5 separate regions of the Sus scrofa genome follow, and all the other regions are linked to region 1. Evidence: chromatin contacts called from public HiChIP or PLAC-seq and promoter capture Hi-C data. All regions are on one chromosome and are shown on one strand. Each heading gives the region's core, a stretch centred on a gene start, on an enhancer-like site or on the middle of the called end of the contact. The rest is flanking DNA. Distances are from core to core; before and after follow the strand shown. Region 1 holds the start of FAM91A1 (protein FAM91A1). Region 2 holds the start of RNF139 (E3 ubiquitin-protein ligase RNF139). Region 3 holds the start of TMEM65 (transmembrane protein 65). Region 4 holds the start of ZHX1 (zinc fingers and homeoboxes protein 1). Region 5 holds the start of ATAD2 (ATPase family AAA domain-containing protein 2).

Region 1 (2,590 bases), core at 62-2,561:
CAGAAATACTGAATTCATCTATGGTTGCTTGCCAGTAACAATGATCATGGGTTTGCTAAGCCAGTGTAACAAATTCTGGACGAAAGGGTCCCCAAAGACATTCTCACTAGAACTGAAATTAAAGCAGGCTTGATCTGCCATTAAAAAGTGACTGGAGGTTGCAGCATGGAGCAGAAGCAGAAACAAGAGGCTGTGCCCAAGAATCTTTATCTCCTAGATTCCCTTAGGGCCTCCCCATGTGAGCACCAGCTGTTTAACATTTTAGCTGAATCCCTACACTTAAAGAATTTGAACCTTTGTTTTTTTTTCTTTTTAACAGAAAACTTACTTATTTATCAATACAAACCTGTAACTCATATAACATTAATTGGAGTAACAAAAAGAAGTATTTCACATGAATTGGTATCTTCAGGTGATTTGAAGAACCCTTTTTGAAAGCGGTCTGGTGAATGGATTACGACTGGGATAATGACCATAAGAAGGAGAGTAACGCCTGCCCTCATGGATCAATAGGTATATTTCTTGGTGTTGAAACATATGACCATGGAAGTTTCTTCTCATATCTTTATTTCAGATGAATGAAACCAACCAATCAGGAGACTCATGGTGTAAGTACCTTTGTGAAAAATGAATCCTTGGGGCAAATTCACTTTAAACAAAGATATATGAAAGGACTACATTTTCAAAGAGTTATAATGCAGAATAGTAACGACTTCTATATTCTGATAGTTTACACTAGTTGAGTGAAACTCGATCTGCCAAAAGTGTGTGTGTGTGTTCAGGGGTTGGGGAGAATGGGGTTAAATGGGAACCTTAGAGCGCAACGTTTCTCTTTCACAAGATGCAGCAACTTTCAGGAGGTGAAGGGTCATTAGACCTCTGCCCTACGCCTCTACTGGGAGTAAAGCTCTGTCTTGAACATTCCTTCCTGAGCCTGGGCCCTGCCCACCCGGCCTCGGTTCAGGGTTGGCTATGGAGAGCTAGGGCCCACAGCTCCCGCACTTCTAAGTTAGCTATGGCCCCCCCTTCCCAAGTCTCTCCTTCTCGGGCAGCCCACCCCAGCGCCTGTAACTGCCTGCTGCTGGGCTCACATTTGAGGGCAAGTCGGTCATCCAGCAATGGTACAATGCAAGCCCAATTAATTCATCCAGAGACTGACAGAGGCACAGGGAGTGCGCGGGTGGGCGAGCCATACCTGAGCACCTTGCGGCTCTATCTACTCAGGCCAGACCCCAGTGTGGAGGGGGCGGGGCTGGAACCCCGGGCTCCGCCCCCCAGCCCCTCGCTGGCGGGCGGAAGTGACGCACCTCGAAGCCATTTCCGGCGGGCTGAAACTAGGAAGAAACTTGGAGCCGCCGAGGCTTCTGGCCACCTCTCTTCGTTGCTCGCGTGCCCCGTGGCCCGGGCCGCGCCGAGTCGTCGGGAGCCCTGGCCATGGGGCAGCCCCGGCCGTCCGCAGTTTGAGGCGCGGGGCCTCCCGCGGGCTCCTGGGAGGCCGAGGGCGGGCAGGCGGGAGGCGTCCTTCCAGCCGCGGTCCCGGCCGCTGCCGCCCGCCCGGGCCCCCGGCATCATGAACATAGACGTGGAGTTCCACATCCGGCACAACTACCCGTGGAGCAAGCTGCCGGCCAACGTGAGGCAGGTATGGAACCTGGGGCCGGGGTCCCGCCTCGCCGGCATCTGCTCGCCGCGCCCCGTGGCCGTGGCTGGCGCCTCTAGGCTGATTCCTGGCCTTCCCCTCGCCAGGGTTAACCTGCAGCCCAGGGGTGAGGAGGGGACGCTCCCAGGGCCACAGGGGCAGGATAGGGCCGTTGCGAAATGGGATGGAATGGTGTCCACTGGACTGGCTTCGCGACTTTGCACGCACTCTCGGTTCAGCCAGGCACTGGGCTAGGCACCTTTAAGCTAATTAAAGCACGGCCCTTGACCTCCAGAATTTCGGGATGTTGGGAAAGGGTCTAGAAATAAATGAATACATTTACAGAGTGATAGCAGCTTACACGAAACTGCATAAGTGTATATGCGAACGCACAGAGGAGGAAGTCACATTGTCCAGGGAGTGTCAAGAGGATGTGTAGAGGAGGCATTTAAATTGGGCCTTAAAGGACGAAGAAGAGATGGCTAGATAAGAGACTTGGAAGATTTTCCAGGGAGAGGGAATGTCATTTTAAAAAGCGCGGACGAGTGAGAGCGTGTTTTGAGAGAGTAGTGAGCGACTTCCTACCACCGAGCCTGGAGGTGTAGCTGTATTGATTTGTTTGGAGGTGGGGCTTCGTGAGTGGGGGTGGTGGCAGTCAGGGCCAGATTTTGAAAGACTTTTGTATTTTGTTTTGTTGGACTTAATCCTCTCAACAGGATGGGTTTATTAGAGATCTTTCAAGAAGAGAATGACAAAAGGCTTTTGTCTGAGAGGTAATTCTCAAATACTTGAGTGTCGCGTTTTTTCCTCCATTGTTTTACAGATGTTTATTGAACACCTACTATGTACTATGCCTTGTTTTAGGTGAGGGTAATTTGCAGCAGTAGACAAGAGGAAACCCCCTCTTCCTGGAGCTTACGTTTTAGTAAGGAAAGAGGACAGTAAACAAGT
Region 2 (2,590 bases), core at 43-2,542, 500 kb after region 1:
GACGGGTACTCCTATCCCCCTTAATCTGTCTTGGTTTATAATTAAGACTCTGACCTAACTTACACTCCTGCTGGTTAAGGAACAGAAAGGATAGCCAGGTTATATTAATTACATGTATAGGCAACAAATTTAGATCTTTTCCTTCCTAGGTTTGTTGCTGGGACCCTAAAACTAAACCAACAAAAGAGATTAACAGGAGAATAACAAGTTTCTCCGGTGTATACAGGCTTGGAGAAACTAAGTGATCGACAACTCAGGTGGCTACAATTTGGGGCTTATAAAGCTTCTTAACAAAGAACAGTGCATTGTAGAGAAGTGATAAGACAAAGGAAAAGGAGTTTAGGCTTTTAGGGGTGGCAAACTTGTGTAAGGTAAGTATGTGGGGGAAACTAATAAAGATAAGGATTGGTAAGACTTGTGACTGAGTCTACAAGTTTCCTTTTGGTAAAGGAGAGGGAGTCACCTTTACAAAATGGAAACTTATGTTCGCTTTTTAGGCAAATGGGAGGACGGTTAAGTGCTGAGGTGGAGAGTTTTTTGTTTCTGTTTCTCAACTGTCTTCAACTCAAACATAATCATGTCAAAGTGGCATACTTTGGGGTGGCATGTTCTGATTCCCTACAAAAAAGAATGGCTTCTTCTGCCCTGAGAAAGAACGGACTGCCTGGGCGTGCATACCTCAAAGGTTAGAAACGAAGAGGCCAGAATTCTTGCCCTTAAGTTACAGTGGCCCTTGATATTAGTAAAATGTGGCCAGCAAGTGTCCGCAGTTGTAACCAATCGGGTAGGAAACAGGAAAGTTGATGCGCAGAGGGATGCGAGGGCTACTTTCCTTGGTAATGCCTACCGCACCCAGCCCAACCCAAAACAGCAGCCACTCAGCACTGCGCATGCGGCGATGCCTCCAACAGGTCCCCAAACGGCCTTGCAGCATCTTCCCCGAAGAGTCAGCAGCTCGGATCCCGCCTTTGGGTGGGGTGGGGTAGGTCTGACGTTCGGCGCCCTTTGTCTTTCCTCCTTCCTAGCAGCTCTATATCATGTTTACGGGACGTTTAATGGTCTCTAGTAGAGCGACTAATAATTCCCTCCCGCGGCCCAATCCCTCACTGAGCCTTCACCGCCGTGGGTGACGCGGCCACTCTGAGGCCAGAGGGCGCGGCTGCGGAAGAGCGTCTGCGCCAACAGGTGGCGCCCAAAGCCGTGACGACGGCGCAGCCGCGGAGGTGGGCGGGAACCGCGGCAACGCTCAGGGACGTCTGGTACGACGAGCGTGATGACCGAATGGGGAGCGTTCCAAGCGCCGGATTATGACGCGACGTCGGCGCGCGGGCTCCGCGGTCTCGCGTAACCGCGAGCGCAGCCTCCCGGCCTGGCAACAGCAACAACGGCAGAGGCAGGCGGGCGAGGTCAAGATGGTGGCTCCGCGGGCGGGGGAGGCGGTGGAGGGGGGAGGAGCCAGGCGATAGCCGGCCGGAAACACCGACACCCAGAGGCCTCCCGGAAGCCGCCGCCGCAGCCTCAGCCGCCGCCTCCGCCGCCTGCTCCAGCTCGAGAGACGCGAGCGGGCGGCGGGGCGGGCCGTGAGAAAGACTCGAGAGGAGGGAGGGCGGGGCGGAGTCGCCCGCCTCCGCCCCCAGCCGGCGTCCCGGGCCCTGCCCCACGCGGCCCTGCCGGGCCCGCCCAGCCCCGGTGTGGCAGCGGCTCATGGCGGCGGTGGGGCCCCCGCAGCAGCAGGTGCGGATGGCCCATCAGCAGGTCTGGGCGGCGCTCGAAGTGGCGCTCCGGGTGCCCTGCCTTTACATCATCGACGCCATCTTCAACTCCTACTACGATTCCAGCCAAAGCCGGTTTTGCTTCGGGCTCCAGGTCTTCCTCCGGCTCTTTGGTAAGGGGGACTGGGTAGCCTGCGTCCGGAGACTGCCCGCTGGGCCGAGACGTGCTGCAGGGAGCGGGCGGGCGGCCGCGCGCAGGGTGTGTGTGTGTGTATGTGTGTATGTACACACACCAGCCCCCCCCGGGGGCGTCTTTGCAAGCCAGGGGAGGAGATGACACTTGTCTCAGACTTGACAGCGGAGCAGTCCTCCCAGCGACTCAGCCTCCTGTTCATTTTTGCCTCTAAGGGCTGGGAGAAAACATCAATGTGTGAGCGTGCGGCTTTGAGCCTGCTGTTTCTCTTGGGAAATGAGTACTGGTTTACCGCGTCCTATGCGACAGCTTTGGAAAAACAGCAACTGTTTTTGCCCCGTCTCGCAGTGCGTGACCTTGGGCTCGTGGAGCCAAAGCCTGGGCCTCAGTTTCCCGGTTTCCAAAATGCAGAGTACTCTTATGTTGCCATTTAAATGACATCCAAACGGAGGAGACAAGGTTTCGAATGTCAGACCTTGAAACCATTACCAAAAATCCTCGTGAAGCAGGCAGTACTTATAATGAGTCCTAAAATTTCCCGCGAATAGGGAAGATACTGAGAACGGTTATAAAAACGTGGCTAGGAAGTGATGACACTTCTGAAAATCATTGTCTTCGTCGTGTACGAATGGAATGTTAAAAACATCTTATACTTCCCTCCCTATCTTCACTTGCACTCCCAGAG
Region 3 (2,590 bases), core at 27-2,526, 420 kb after region 1:
TCTTCCTGCGTCTAGGCTTTGCAGCGCTTTTGAAGGAGGCACTGCAGGCCACTCGCGTGGCTGCACGTTCACCGGAACGCAGCAAGGGCTTGGGGGCAGGAGGGCTGCGGGGGGGAGCGGGGCTGGGGGGAGGACACAGCCAATCTAAACAAAATCAATTCAGCATCCGTCGGCAATTGGGGCTGAAGCGCCGATTTTGAGGCTGGGGAGGAACCAGCCAAGCGCTGGCCCTGGCACGATCCGCCCCGTCCTACCTGCCCCGGGGACACTTAGGAGGCGGAAAGTTCCCCCCGTCGGACGTCCCAGGCGCCGGGCCAGGCGGGCGAGGGGGGCGGCGGCGAGGAGCCCGGGCCGAGCGGTGGGCAGCCTCCCGGGGCGCCGGTGGGGGAGGGGAGGGCGCCCGGCCCCCGCCCCCCGGCTCGCCCCCCTCGCGCCTCCCTTACCTTGGGCGATGGCAATGGACTCGAAGCGGTGCAGCTCCTTGAGCAGGCAGGTCCTCTCGCTGGAGTGCAGGCTGTAGATGAAGTCGCGCGCGCCCTGCGCCGTGTTCAGCGCCTCCATGGGTTCCTTCTTCGGGTGGGTACCCAGCGCCCGGGGGCCGCCCGGGGCCGCGAGCGCCAGCAGCCCCCGCCCGCAGCCGCACCAGGACGGCGGGCGGGGCGCGGCGGCGGCCGGGCCCGGCCTCAGGCTGCGCGCGGTCCGGCTCCTCAGCAGCGGCAGCAGCCGGGACATGGCGGGCTGAGGAGCGAGGACCCCCGCGGCAGCCCGGGAGGGAGATTTCTGGCGCCGCTGCGCGAAGAAGGAGCTGGGCTCAGCTCGACCCCGCCCCGATGTCCTCCTGACAGGCAGCCGAGACGCCGGGCACCATGCACTCCCCGGGCCCACGCGGCTGTCGCCTCCTCTTCCGTCCTCCTTCCCTTCCCAAAGGCCAGTGGCGCCTCCAGTCCCTTCCGACGACAAAAACTTTCTCTGAGGCAGCCGGGCCGGGAGAGCGCTCCCGGAGAAGGCGGGCGGGCTGTGCGGGCGGGCGCCTCCCAGCTGAGGAGAAGCGGCGCGGGCGGGCGGGCGGGTCCGGCAAGGGTTAGTGTCTGTCAGTCTGATCTTCCAGAGGGATGAGTCAGCCACGCGCCGCCCTTCTCCAGCACCGCCCTCCTCTGTCTCTGGTTTTCCCACCCTCTCACTTGCCCTAGTCCCCACTCCATACGACTCCCGCGCCCTCACAGCAACCACGCTCTCAGGCCTCAGACGCCATCACTACCCCTAGCGGCGATACAGTGGGTAACAGGGCGGGGCGAAGGAAAGGGGCGGGGCGCGGCGGGGCCGCGCAGGCGCAGTATGCAGATTCGCAGGCCGCGGTTTCCCCCCCCCCGCCCCGGGAAAGGAGTGTGCACGCGCTTCGGGTGCGTGAAGGTGGAGGGTGAGAAGGCTAGCACTCCTTGCGCTGGCCTCCGTCACGTTTCTATCGGCTGTGGGGAATTGGGAAGAAGAGCTTTGAGCCACTCGCTCTGCCAGGTAATGTGGCTACGACACGGCCCGCTGTAGCGCCGGGCCTGAGTCTTAAATCTGAGGTTAATTCTGAACGATGCTCCGGCTTGCGGCCCCCTTCGCCTGGCCCCGGCCGAACCACAGAGCCCTATTCAGGCTTTGAGGGACTGAAGAGCTCAAGCGGCGCCCTTTGCCAAGTCCATGCATACCACCGCTTCCGCCAGACACTCGGGTCTCTGAGGCACCTACTCTGAGAGCTCCAAAGAGAGGGTGAGGCCAGTTCTCCCCTTTCCCAAGAAGAGTCTGAGACTGAAACCTTGATGCTGAGAACACCTTTCCCCTTTCTGATGCAAGCAGCTTGCAGATTGTTAATGCCGGAGCCTGAGGCAAGAATGTCACAGACCTTTCCCAGGTGTTTGTTAAGGTTTGTTTGGCTGTTTCTTTCTCTCAGCTGAGGCAGAAAATATTTTGCGAGCCTCCCCCATTCCCACATGTCCTAGGCATCTTGCAAGGCCCCATACGTTCATAGGGTCTCCTGTTCTGAGCTTTCATTTATCTCTGCCTGAGGGAGGAGATCTCAGCTTTATCTGAACCTGTCTCATGACACTTAGGCTTCCTGTCTTCTTAGAGAATAGATCCACTTAGAGAATAAATCTGCTCAAGTGTAATCAAGATCTAAATCCTATCCTTATCACATGCACTGTTACACCCAGCCCAAGAGCAGTGTATGCAGTAGACATGCTATCATAGTGTAAATGCGATGTATAAATGCGAATCAGAGGAGGAACATTATCGCTAAATCCTCCTGCCTTCAAAATGGTTCTCAAAGTGTGGCCTTTGGGCAGCAGTTTGTTAGTTATGCAAATTCAAATTCCGGTACTCCACCAAAGACCTTCGGACTCTGAAAGTGGGGGGTGGGCCCAGTCATCTGCATTTTAACAAGCCCTCCAGTTAACACTGAAGCACACAAAAGTTTGAGAACCACTTCACTAACTTAAACATGGAAAGCATTGTTTACATTTTTTAATTTGATAGCAGTGCAGTAGTGTAATAGTGACAATTTAAAATGTTCTCTGGGAGTGCCCGTCGTCATGGCTCAGCGGAA
Region 4 (2,590 bases), core at 43-2,542, 420 kb before region 1:
TCACAGCTCCCTCCTAGCCCTTCACTCCTCGGAAAGATCTGGAAACCGTTCCCTTTAGGCCCTAAGGCTTGGAGCGGTCCCCAGTCAGCCTCCTCATCTTCCTCCTTAAAGGGACAGATAATATTTACATTTTCTTGAATCAACTTCTCCCAAAGTTCCAGGGCTTCTTCAAAACCTTATATAGTTCTTAAGGTCTCAACTCTGAGACTCGCCCCGAAATGGGTGCCCAGCCTCTCCTGAAGTGGAGGTACAGCCTTTCCCAGACGGGTTTCTCCGAGCTCCAACCGCAATGCCAGTGCGCTCAGCTCCAGCAAGAGATGACTCCCCAGACTCTCAGGGAGACCGAGTCCCCACGAGGCCACACGCCCCCGCAGGGCAGGGCCCGGCTCCCGATCTCCTCCCCAGGGACCCTCGACATTGCTGGTGCGCTCCGTCCCTGCGGCCCCCGCCCCCCCCCTTCTAAGGGAGACCCGGTCCTCACTCCCTTCAATAATCTCAAGTTGCTCGGTCCTCTCGTAGCCGCGGGGGAGGAGAGGGGTGCTGAGATTTCCCCGTACAAGCCCACCCTCAGCCCCTTCCGCGGCCGCAGAGACCCGAGAACGCAAAAGAGGCTCAGGGTCTGTCCCCCGTCGGCGATCCGGCCCAGGCAGGCCAGGTCCCTCCCCCTCGGAAGCCCCGAGCCGGTCAGCCTGGCCACTCGCGGCGCGGAGCGCGCTCAGCCCCCCGGGGTCTCTGCCCTCGGGCCGCCCTCGTCCAACCAGCCCGCGCGCCGCGCGCCTTCCCGGCCCGCCGCACTGGCCGCGGGCTCTGCGCCGCGGGTTCCTACCCGCAGCCCCGGATGCCCGGGGCCGCTCGTCGCGAAGCCCGCTCGCACCGCTACCTGCAGGGGCCGCCGCGCCTCTCAGCGCCCCGCCGCCGCCATCTTGCATTTCAAACCGGCTGCACTTTTCAAGGAGTCAACTCTGACCTGTGAACCCTACACCCGGAACCGCTCGGCGGTCCGGCTCACGGCTTCAGCAGATCCGCAGACTCGGTGGAACGTAAAGTCTGGGGTGGGGGTGCTAGGCCAGGCGCGCGCCCCAGCGGCCGACCCGGGGCGAGAGCGGGGGAGGGGAAGAGCCGGCCGAGGCGGGGCCCTCCCGCGCGCGCGCGCCCTCCGCGCGCCCCCACCCCGCTCTGCGCCACGCTTTCCACTCGCAGACCCTGCTTCTCCCCTGGGGTTCGACCCTGGCCTCCACCCCCGGATTGGCGCAGGGCGAGAGGTAGGGGGCCGCCCCGCCCCTCTGTCAACAGAAGCCCCGCCTTTTCCAAGTCTCGAAGCGGCCACGCCCCTTGCTGGTGTTAGCTCCGCCCGCTATCGGTAGAAGCCTTTTCTTCACTCAGGTCAATCCAGAAGGCAGCCCCGCCTTCTGTCAGTTGTGGCCCCGCCCCCGGGCGCTCCTTCTTCCTAAAGTCACCGCTGGATCCTGAGAAACGCCCCTTGTCATAAGTCCCATTTGGTGGCAGTACTGTCCAAGCCCGCCCCTTTCGTCGGGAGCCCCTCCTACTGTCAATAGAAGTCGGGTCTTTCTGAAACCCTTCGGGATTCTAGCCCGAAGCTCCACCCCCTGTCAGCTGCTGCCCTGCCACCTCTTGCCTCCAACTCCAACATCAAAAGCCGTCCCTCCACCCGCTGATACCAAAAGTTCGATCCAACCTCACTTTGAACCGCGGGGCAAGACGGAGCCACCCTTTGCTCCCCGAAAGCCCTCCCTCTCCCCCTCACGAGTCACTCTTGTGGGGGGCTTTCTTTTCAAGCCGTGGTCGTCAAATACTGAACAGCTTCAATGCGAACCAGCCCTGCAAAGGAGGCCGGCTAAGGACCCAGGCTTTGGGAAAAACTACCCTCCCCATTTCTCTTCGTCCCTTCTCCCCTCCCCACATCATTTTTTACAAGGAAAAAAGTACAGACCAAAGCAAAGGGAAACAAATCACCTTCCAGGCTACTCTTCACAGAATCTCCGGCCAGGACCTGTGGGAACTTTCCGGCGCCTTGATGTTCGTTCCCCGCCCCCACCCCGGGCATGGACCCTCTGCGCTTTAACAGCAGCGCTCCACTGAGCCACATTAATCCTAAAACATGCAGTTGCTTAAAGTGAAAGCCTGATGGTTGAAATCAGTGCACATCGGCTTCTTTTATTTGTTTGTTTTATCTTAGAATACTAGAACTTGTGGAAGCAGAAGCAAGCAAAGCTTAATCTTGCAAACATAGGTGCTCAGTCCTGCCATGCTCAACACTCTGTGTATACAACAAAACTTTAACACCACTTTAACTCTCCTGGAATTAAATTCATTGATAATGTAAACTATCTACAAGAAACTACTGTAATGTTCTGATAACATAAAGGTGAAATAAGTGAAAGTAACTTATTCTAAAATATTAAACTAATATCAAAAATACTAATAAAATACATTTTCCACTATGGAAAAACTCTGGCACCAATATAATTACAGTCCAAAACAGCCCCAACAAAATTTCAGCACGCCCCCTAGGGGGCAGTACTGTGCCCACTGAAAACTGCCTAAGATTTATCTCTGAGGAAAGGAAAAG
Region 5 (2,590 bases), core at 68-2,567, 330 kb before region 1:
GTATGAAATAACAGAAAGAGAAAGGTTGTGTAGGCAGAAAATCCAAGTTCCAGTTTTAGATCTATCACTTACTGGGTACCTCGAGGCTGTTTTTTTCATCTGTGAGATTCATATCACAACTCTCCATTCTCATGGAGCTGCTAGGAGGCTTAAGTGAAGATGTACCTGAAATGTCGCTCTCCATCCCTGCACATTACGCAACCTGGTATTATTCATTGCGTTCTGATTACCGAACCTCTCTTAGATCGTAAATGAAAGTCAGGGAACCTGAGTCACACTCTTTCTATCTGCCGCGGCCTCTAAAACATGTCACGCATACAGTAAGCGCTCAGTACAGGCGTGTGGCTCGCGATTCCTGCGAACCTAAAGCCGGAGCCTGGGAGATTGGTTAGGGAGGTGTGTGAGCTGGGGCGGGGCAGCCCCCAACTCAAGGGTTGGCCTCCAAGTGCACTTGGCCTCCGGGGAGCTCGGGTTTCCTCTGGCGTAAAAGTAGGTAGTAACCAACGGCTTAGCCCTCCTGCAATCTGCCCCATCTCTTCGCCCACCCCACACCTCCTCGGGCTCCGATCTTGAAAAGCCTTCCATTTTACTTGTCCTCGACAACACTCCTCCCAACACGCCTCTTCTCTCCCCGCGCCAACTGTCACCAGGACCGCCCACCCCACCCCCAGGCTCCACCGGGCACCAGGCAGACAGTCCCCCAGGCCCGACGGGGCACCAGACAGACAGTCCCCCAGGCCCGACCGAGGGGCCTGCCCCAGGCTGGTACTCACGCCCGCGGCGGCCGCGGTGACCGCGGACTGCTCAGCGGCGCCGGCCGAGCGGAGCCGCCTCCGGCCGATCTGCTCCAGACTGAGGAACTCGTTGGACAGGTCCAAGGAGTCCGTGGCCGAGGCGGCGGGGTGGCTGTGCAGCTCCAGGCTGCTGCGGAGGACCACCATCTTCTCTCCCTCTTCCGCAGAGCGTCCGCGGCGGGAGACGGACCCGATACTGGGAAACAGCCGCTCAGGCGCTTCCGCGCTCCGAATTCTGGCGCCACAAGCTGCGCGCGGGTGGCCGCAGCGCGCGCACTCGGAATCCTTCCGCCTCCTGTTCCGCCCACGCGGCCACTCTACGTCGGCGGGCTCGAAACTTTCCCCACATCTATAGAGCGAAGGACTTTGGGCCGAATTTGAAGAGAGCCCGCACGGATAGTGTGGACGACCTGAGCGGACAGTGAGCAGAAACCGCTGACTTCTTTTTCTTAGATAGTTCCGGCTCGCTGAGCTCGGCGGAGGGAGACGGCGGGTAGTGGCGCGATATCGGGTTTGGAATTTTGGCGCGTGGACGCCGGGGGGGAAGGGAGGCTCCCCGCCCGCTCTGATTGGCTGGCGGGGCCTGGCGGCCCCTCCCCGCCCCTCCTGACACCTGCCCTCCGCTTCCCGCCACGCTGGATTCAAATGCAAAATGCTGGGTCCTTGACTGAAGGGGTGGGGGAAGCGCTTGGCTTTTGACAGTTTTTGTCTCTGAGTCTTTAGAGCTTTTCACTGTTAGCTTAATCCAAACAAGTTAACAGAAAGGGATCTAAAGGCCAGTTGGCAGAGTATTATAGTTAGAGACGTAGGTTCTGTACTCAGCGCCGCCCAAGCTAGGAATTGAGCAAGTAATTCCCTTTGCCGGGTCTTTATTTCCTAATCCGTATAAACTGAGTCTATTTATAATATCTAAATTTTAAGATATTATTATACCTTAGGACCCTGTCTACACATCTAAATGTTTTATACCATTACAGAATTACAGAAAATGGCTTCTCTGGAATTAAAGCAGTTACGTGATGACTGAGAATAGATAACATGCTGAATGATCGGAATGTGAGAGGAGTCTTCCTAGTGAAACAAATAAAAGCTACTTATTGATTTGGAAATCATTTCCTTAATTCGACATTTATTAAATATTTATTGAGCATCTATTATGAGCCGGGCAGTATTCTAAGCACCAGGGATGCCACTGTGAACAATAAGAGCAAAAATGCCCTCATGGAACTTAAATTCTGGTAAAAGGGGAAGGGCAATAAACTAAGTAAATGATATGTTCGTTAAAAGAGGAAGTGCTGCAGAAATATAGAGAAAGTGAAGGGAAGCGTGCACTTCTAAACAGGGCGATCTAGGAAAGACCTCACGTAATGTAAGCAAAGACTTAAAGGAGGTTAGTTATACCTGGGAGAAGAGAAGTGCAACCAGAGGCCAGGGGAGGACAGTGGACCAATAAAATCAAAGAGGAAAAAGCTGCTGGGAGCAGATCCTGCAAGGCCTCAGCTTTAAGGTTTTTTTTGCTTTGTATAATAAGTGAGATGAAAAGACATCACAGGGTTTTGAACAAAGGAGAGACTTATTCTGACTTTTTGAAAGAATCCCTCTGGCTGCTGCATGGAGAATGCAATAAGGGGACATACTTATGCTAAAAAAATTGTTGTTCATCTGAAATTCAATTTTTAACGGGGTGTCATTTTATTTGCTAAATATGGCAACTCTACTTCGGAGGCCACTACAGTTATTCAGGCAAGAGATAATGGTGATGCAGATCAGTGGAAGTAATGAGAAATGGTTAAATT

The links. Promoter capture Hi-C pulls out the DNA fragments that hold promoters and counts their contacts. HiChIP or PLAC-seq counts read pairs in DNA pulled down with a chosen protein or histone mark.
Region 2: an H3K27ac HiChIP or PLAC-seq map of alveolar macrophages shows a contact between it and region 1. The contact joins the promoter of RNF139 here to the promoter of FAM91A1 in region 1. A contact is called at or near these places in 2 of 5 promoter capture datasets (fetal skeletal muscle and liver) and 1 of 2 datasets of contacts at active chromatin or transcription factors (alveolar macrophages).
Region 3: a promoter capture Hi-C map of liver shows a contact between it and region 1, with 2.9 times the contacts expected there. The contact joins the promoter of TMEM65 here to the promoter of FAM91A1 in region 1. A contact is called at or near these places in 1 of 5 promoter capture datasets (liver) and 1 of 2 datasets of contacts at active chromatin or transcription factors (alveolar macrophages).
Region 4: a contact with region 1 is called in an H3K27ac HiChIP or PLAC-seq map of alveolar macrophages. The contact joins the promoter of ZHX1 here to the promoter of FAM91A1 in region 1. A contact is called at or near these places in 3 of 5 promoter capture datasets (fetal liver, fetal skeletal muscle and liver), 4 of 47 Hi-C or Micro-C datasets (embryonic fibroblasts, heart right ventricle, retroperitoneal adipose tissue and 1 more) and 2 of 2 datasets of contacts at active chromatin or transcription factors (alveolar macrophages and skeletal muscle).
Region 5: an H3K27ac HiChIP or PLAC-seq map of alveolar macrophages shows a contact between it and region 1. The contact joins the promoter of ATAD2 here to the promoter of FAM91A1 in region 1. A contact is called at or near these places in 1 of 5 promoter capture datasets (fetal liver), 1 of 47 Hi-C or Micro-C datasets (liver) and 1 of 2 datasets of contacts at active chromatin or transcription factors (alveolar macrophages).

Annotation. Positions count from the first base shown.
Region 1 is chr4:15,680,547-15,683,136 of Sscrofa11.1, reverse strand. It overlaps FAM91A1 (protein FAM91A1), which reads left to right and starts at 1,311. Exons shown (of 24, transcript XM_003354982.5): 1 at 1,311-1,642. The coding sequence starts at 1,571.
Region 2 is chr4:15,181,222-15,183,811 of Sscrofa11.1, reverse strand. It overlaps RNF139 (E3 ubiquitin-protein ligase RNF139), which reads left to right and starts at 1,292. Exons shown (of 2, transcript XM_001927531.7): 1 at 1,292-1,885. The coding sequence starts at 1,705. All of the region lies in intron 1 of TRMT12 (tRNA wybutosine-synthesizing protein 2 homolog), which reads left to right.
Region 3 is chr4:15,262,086-15,264,675 of Sscrofa11.1, reverse strand. It overlaps TMEM65 (transmembrane protein 65), which reads right to left and starts at 1,276. Exons shown (of 8, transcript XM_021088951.1): 1 at 444-1,276. The coding sequence starts at 732. It overlaps LOC102157933 (a long non-coding RNA gene), which reads left to right and starts at 1,366. Exons shown (of 7, transcript XR_002343112.1): 1 at 1,366-1,909.
Region 4 is chr4:16,099,482-16,102,071 of Sscrofa11.1, reverse strand. ZHX1 (zinc fingers and homeoboxes protein 1) reads right to left here and starts at 1,292. Exons shown (of 4, transcript XM_013996503.2): 1 at 881-1,292.
Region 5 is chr4:16,011,005-16,013,594 of Sscrofa11.1, reverse strand. It overlaps ATAD2 (ATPase family AAA domain-containing protein 2), which reads right to left and starts at 1,317. Exons shown (of 28, transcript XM_001926030.7): 1 at 774-1,317. The coding sequence starts at 941.